2 separate regions of the Gossypium hirsutum genome follow, and region 1 is linked to region 2. The links are chromatin contacts, called in public Hi-C maps. All regions are on one chromosome and are shown on one strand. The core of a region is the stretch at or near the end of the contact, and the rest is flanking DNA. Distances in the headings are between cores, read along the strand shown.

Evidence for each region. Hi-C and Micro-C count contacts between places; a contact is called where the count stands out from the background.
Region 1: a Hi-C map of leaf shows a contact between it and region 2, with 3 times the contacts expected there. The contact joins the enhancer-like site here to the promoter of LOC107951136 in region 2. A contact is called at or near these places in 12 of 34 Hi-C or Micro-C datasets (callus, hypocotyl, leaf and 2 more).

Annotation. Positions count from the first base shown.
Region 1 is chrA02:19,900,141-19,903,275 of Gossypium_hirsutum_v2.1, forward strand. No RefSeq gene overlaps it. Among protein-coding and RNA genes, the nearest start is that of LOC107952568, 4.6 kb to the left of the region's middle. Within about 2 kb of position 1,366, at least 3 of the 9 cell types and tissues checked have an H3K27ac peak or open chromatin away from gene starts, as enhancers often do.
Region 2 is chrA02:19,612,909-19,615,697 of Gossypium_hirsutum_v2.1, forward strand. It overlaps LOC107951136 (amino acid transporter AVT6A), which reads left to right and starts at 1,525. Exons shown (of 5, transcript XM_016886070.2): 1 at 1,525-2,002; 2 at 2,102-2,254; 3 at 2,332-2,535. The coding sequence starts at 1,579. It overlaps LOC107951137, which reads left to right. Exons shown (of 3, transcript XM_041083046.1): 2 at 302-479; 3 at 660-758. The coding sequence ends at 448.

The DNA.
Region 1 (3,135 bases), core at 116-2,615, 290 kb after region 2:
TTGTTCATTTTCAAAATTGATTGGGACCAAAAGGGTATTTACACCAATATGTTATTTGAGTTATTCGAGTTATTTAAATTGTAAAATTCAACTCGACTCAAATTACTTATTCGAGTTTATTTGAAAAAATGAATAATTTGATTCGATTAACTCGAAATTAAAAAAAAATTAATTTTTTTCTATTCGAATTGAGTTTACTTACCCCTAAATAATTTTTTTAATATTTAAACTCAAAATTATGTCACGTGTAATATCGTAATTTACAGAACAGTATAACCCTCCCGTCCTTATGAAAATTTGGTCCTAGATATTACTGAATATCTCTCTCATGAAGAATTTTGTATATCTTATTCCCTTTATTACACTTATCGGTATATAGGTTTCCATATTAGATCAATATCAATATACAAACTATCAGGTAAAAATATAGTGTCCAGCAAGAAAATGCTTGAATATGAGATAAATCATGAGAAAAAAAAAACACCTAAGATCCCAACAGATAACATTTATAAAAGGACAATAATAAAAAGGGAAGACAAATTCCAACATACGGAACTTGCACATATAGTAATAATCTTCTAATTTACTTTTCTATTGAGAAAAAAGATTATATGAAACTGTGATTTTATATTATTTTTATTCATTTTTAATAGAAGAATGATAAATTAGATTTTTTTCATCAAGAGAAAAAATTTAATTTGTCATTCTCCTATTGGAAAAAAATAAAAACAGCGTGGAATCACAGTTCCATACGATCCATTCTCTTATATTGTATATTATAATTTTCATCACATTAGTTTTAGAAGCTATATTTTTATGTTCATTAATATATTTTCAGCATTATTTTATTTTATAAATTAAATTTTGTAAACTTTTTAAATCAACTTTTATGAAAGTGGATAAATTTTTGTTACAATGTTTAATCATGTTTCTTTAGTAATGTATTATTGGTTTTTTAATTTTAAAAATAATAAATTTAAAGAATTAGTTTTACATTCAAAATTTCATACGAACTTATTTATTTTAGATAAATAAAATATAATTAAGTACAAATGTTTATTTCATTCATAATAAAAATATAATTTTTATATTCGTGTCTCATACGGACTTAAAATTAATATATAAAAAACAAAGCAAGAATATCAAGGATATATTTCATTAATGTTGGTCTTTGGGGGCCAAACACGCTTATTGCATGCTCTTTTTCTCTCTCTGGTTGCCATCTGCCATGGAAACTCACCGAAAGTTTCAACTCATCAAACTCAGGAAAAAAGTAATCATGTTCTCATCTAAACAAACTCTAATTTGTTTGCTAGGGAAACAAGTTGATTCCTTTTGAGTCAGCACAGCAGCGTGTATACATATATATTTTCTCTCTCTCTTTCTTTCTTTTGCTTCTTTTGAAATATATACTCCTCTCTTGACTGACCTAAAAGATAAAACAATTTGAATAGGTGGGGGAAGCTACGAAGCTAGTCACATGAGCGTCGATCGTGACCTCAGCTGGGCTCACCTATTATTTGTTTTTCTCGCCATCTACTTAATTATATTACATGTTTTGCTAGGGTTTCTGTAATAGATTTTACTATTACTTAAAGATAGGGGTTTGGGTTTCCGCGTTTCGGTTGGTCGTTGATTATTGATGATGTAAGTAATAATTCAGCTGTTCTTGCATTATAATTTGTGGGTTGTTGGGTCATGCTGCTGTTCCTTATCGATATTCACTCTTAATCCTTATAGATTGTCAGAAGCATCCAAATTTTCAGACCCCGTCTCACAAACTTCAATGCCTAAAGTCTTATGAACGAGCTATTAGATATGACTGAACACTAATACAAAGTGAGATTCATGGTTATTGTTGAGCCACATAATTTTCACGTGGACACTAAAATGTGGTTATTAGCCCAAATTTACAAGCTTCTTTCTTTTTTCAGAACTTGAAAGAGATTAGCATAAAGAAAGAAAGGAAAATTCTTGAGTTAGCTTCTTTTAATATTAGCTTCCCGTCAACTTTATTTTCATAAATTTCTAAAATTTCTATTGGAAGATGTTAGATATGTTAGTTATAGATTTTGTTATCCCTATCAAATATTGTTATATAATATAGATTTTAGTAGTTACGTATATATTATATAAATAGATTTTGGAATTGATGATTTGGCACATTGACCCCAACGTCAGTCAATGATGGTCAATGTTGATTAACATCAAGGTCAATGTCAACCAACGTTAGTTAACACCAATCAGTGTTTGGAGTCAATGTGACACTCATAGGTTCAAAATCTATTTATATAATCCATAACAAAATATTCTACTAAATGACAATATTTTATTACAACTAGAAAATTCTAGAACTATTATTGAAAATCCTTTGAAAATGCAATTTTGTTACCATAAAATTGTAAAAATTGTTAATCAAAATTTGTAAAAATCATAAATTTATTTTTTTGGACATTATAAATTTTAAAATTTTTATTTATCAATTTTTTTTTAATTTTTAAAGAACTTTTACAAAATTGGGTTTTGCATAGAACTTTGAGTATTTGGTTACAAAATTGTGTTTTCAATAAAATTTCCAGTAACAATTCTATAGTTTTGTAGTTGTTATAAAATATTTTTATTTAGGGAGATATTTTTTTATGTATTATATAAATAGATTTTTTAAATTGATGTCGTGGCATGTTGACCTTAGACATTAATCGACATTGACCCTCAATGTTTACCACCATTGACCAGTCAACAAGATCAACGTGCCATGTCATCTGTTCAAAAAATCTATTACTTATATAGTAATATTTTATAAATACAAAAATCTATAACTATTACTCAAATCCCTCTTGGAAAATCAATTATGTATCCAAACACTCAACTTCGTATTAAAAAATCAACTTTGTAACCAAATACTCAGAATCCACTTGAAAACCCAAATTTATAACTATTACTCAAAGTCTTATTGGAAACCGAAATTTGTAAAAATTCTTAAACAATAAAAAATTCTTAATTAAAAATCATGAAAACATTTTTTTGCCATTATAAATTATAAATTATAAATTAATTTTTTTAAAAGAATTTTTACAAAGTTGGGTTTACAATATTTTGTTATGTATTATATAAATAGATTTTGAACTAATAATG
Region 2 (2,789 bases), core at 275-2,774:
GTGTAGAAGCCACTGAAGTTTTGGCTATACTGCTTATGACCTAAAATTAATAGCCTACCAGTGATAAAATTGATTAAGGAAAGATGTGAATTCTTGATGTTGACAAGTGATAAGCTTTTCACTTCGTCCTCAGTCTGTGCCCCTTCTACGTACCTTTGTTGGCTTTATTCATAGGCTAACAAGAATATTTTCTCATAATGTAATGCATGTTGTTATGGGGAATGATCAATTAATCATTCATCTATGTGCCTGATCCAGGAAATACCTTTCCGAAAAGGATGATCTATGTTTCTTATTACAGGAACTAAGTTCAATGGGTGACTCCTTCAGACCTTCAGATGTAGAAAGGGCTTTGTGGAGTTCAGCTGTAGGCGTAAAGTTGCAGTCTTCACAGACAGCTCCGGACAAGAAGATCAAGGGAAGCAACAAAAGAAAGAGAAAACATTGAATTATCTATGTGCAAGATGATGGAAACTTTTGTGAGTTCTAACATGGCCAAGTATTAATCTTGTTTACTTGATACTAACACTTTATCAATGTGATGTTGTGCCTTGGTCATATATCTGGCATACATGCATGGAATGCAGCCTGAAATACCTTGTGTTGGATTTAACTGTTTTAGTATGGTTAACCCTCTGATATTAGTTAAATATTGACAGTAGCACAGTACCATGCTATGGCACCTTGCATGAAGTTACTTTGAGAAAATGTCAGAGACCCAAGTTATATGATGAAACCCTTGATCCATCTTTAACTTACGAGGTAATTTCAGTCCTTTTTTCCCCTACTTTATGGATGGTAATTTGCTTGTGGGTGGAATGGTAAAGTGCAGTGCAGGTGCTTTAGATTCAAACCACAGCGTTGTTGAAAGCTAGGTGAACGTACCACCCGGGTTTGGTACTTGAATTAACTAATTAAAGGGACCACGTTAGGCATTATTAACCCACCCACAAGCAAATTAGGGTTGGCCGAAGGACAATGGTCCATTTATGGACTCTTTAATGGTTAGCCTAGCTGTTGCAAACTGAAAGCTAAAAAAGGCTCTCAAATGGCAGAAAAAACATAATTTACACCAATGAAATTCTCGTTTTCTTGGTAAAACAAAATGTAATTTAATAATTGAACCAACAAAAAAAAAAGAAAGCAGTTTTACTATAACAGAAAGAAGTAACAGGAAGATTTAATAAAATTTCCATTTTGAGCAACCAAAAGCTTGGTTTTTTTTTTTTTCATGTAGGGAGATGAGGTCATTGGTTTATAGGTGTCAAGTCGCCATTCGCTTTCCTTGTACTTCCCGTAACCATTGTGTTATTGGAGCCTTTCCATTTCGATCTATAAAATTACACCAAAAAGAAAGGCCGTGACGGACGAAATCTTCAAAGCCCAAAGGACCCTCTCTCGCTGGCTGCGTTTCTATTTTCTGGAAACTTTCACGGTAGTTACACGTGTTCGCAATTTATCGTCCGGTCACTTCCCGCGTGAAGACCTTCCCGACTCGGGACTTGCTATCATCTTCAAAAACTTCCTAAGACTCTTCTTCTTGAACGGCCTCATTCAACGGCTTTAACCACCAAAGTGATGAAAATGAATATTATGCCCTCCTTCTCAGACAGTAAACACCGACGGAGTCCCCGAGGAGAGGCTCTCCTCCCACAAAAGCAGGGCTACCGAGTACTCGAGACTCCCGAAGCCGGCTTTGATGGGGCTTCAACTTCAGGAGCCATTTTCAACCTCTCGACCACAGTTGTGGGAGCCGGTATCATGGCGCTCCCAGCCACCGTCAATCAGTTGGGCCTAATCCCGGGTCTATTCGCAATCATATTCGTCTCTATGCTAACGGGATCATCCATCGATAAGATACTTAGGTTCAGTCGAGCCTCCAAGTCGGCCACGTATTCAGGCGTTGCCGCTGACGCTTTCGGTGGGACCGGCCGTAACATCCTTCAGGTTTGCATCGTCATCAACAATTTGGGCATGCTTGTGGTTTACATGATCATCATAGGTAAGTTTGAAACCCTCCCCCCCCCCCCAAAAAAAAAAATTAAGCTTCGTGGAACGACTAATTGCCCTTCGATCACCTCTGAATTTGAATTGATTGCAGGTGATGTGTTGTCGGGGACATGGGAGGATGGGTTCCACCACAAGGGAGTTATGGAAGAATGGTTCGGTGAACACTGGTGGACAACGCGTTCGGCTTTGCTCATGTTCACCACGCTCTTCGTTTTCGCACCTTTCATTTCATTCAAACGCGTTGGTAACTAACTCACTCCTCAAAAATTCTAAATTGCTGCTATACTTTTATTGAATGCTTGTTGTTTTTCGTGATTTTAGATTCATTGAGATACACATCGGCATTGTCAGTTGGTTTCGTGATCGTATTTGTGGCAATAACAGCGGGAGTTACCATTGTTAAGTTGATGGAAGGGAAAATCGAAATGCCTCGTTTAATGCCGAAACTTGAAAACCAGGCATCGTTTTGGAAGCTTTTCACCACTGTTCCTGTTCTAGTCACTGCTTATATATGCCACCATAACGGTAAGTCATCAGAGATTGATTCCTTCTACACTTCTAAGTATTTATTATCATAATTTGGTTTTGTTTAGTTGTTGGTTCAAGTTGATTATCTTCCAATTTGTACCAAATTAGTTGCATCTTTGAGTTGATTGAATGCTTTAACGGTAAGAGATGCTTAATGTACCTGTTGATACCTAAAACTCTGCGAAGAACAAGTAATCCATTTATGGTTCAACATTACATAGAATTACAAATATGATGCGCTATTGTAACAA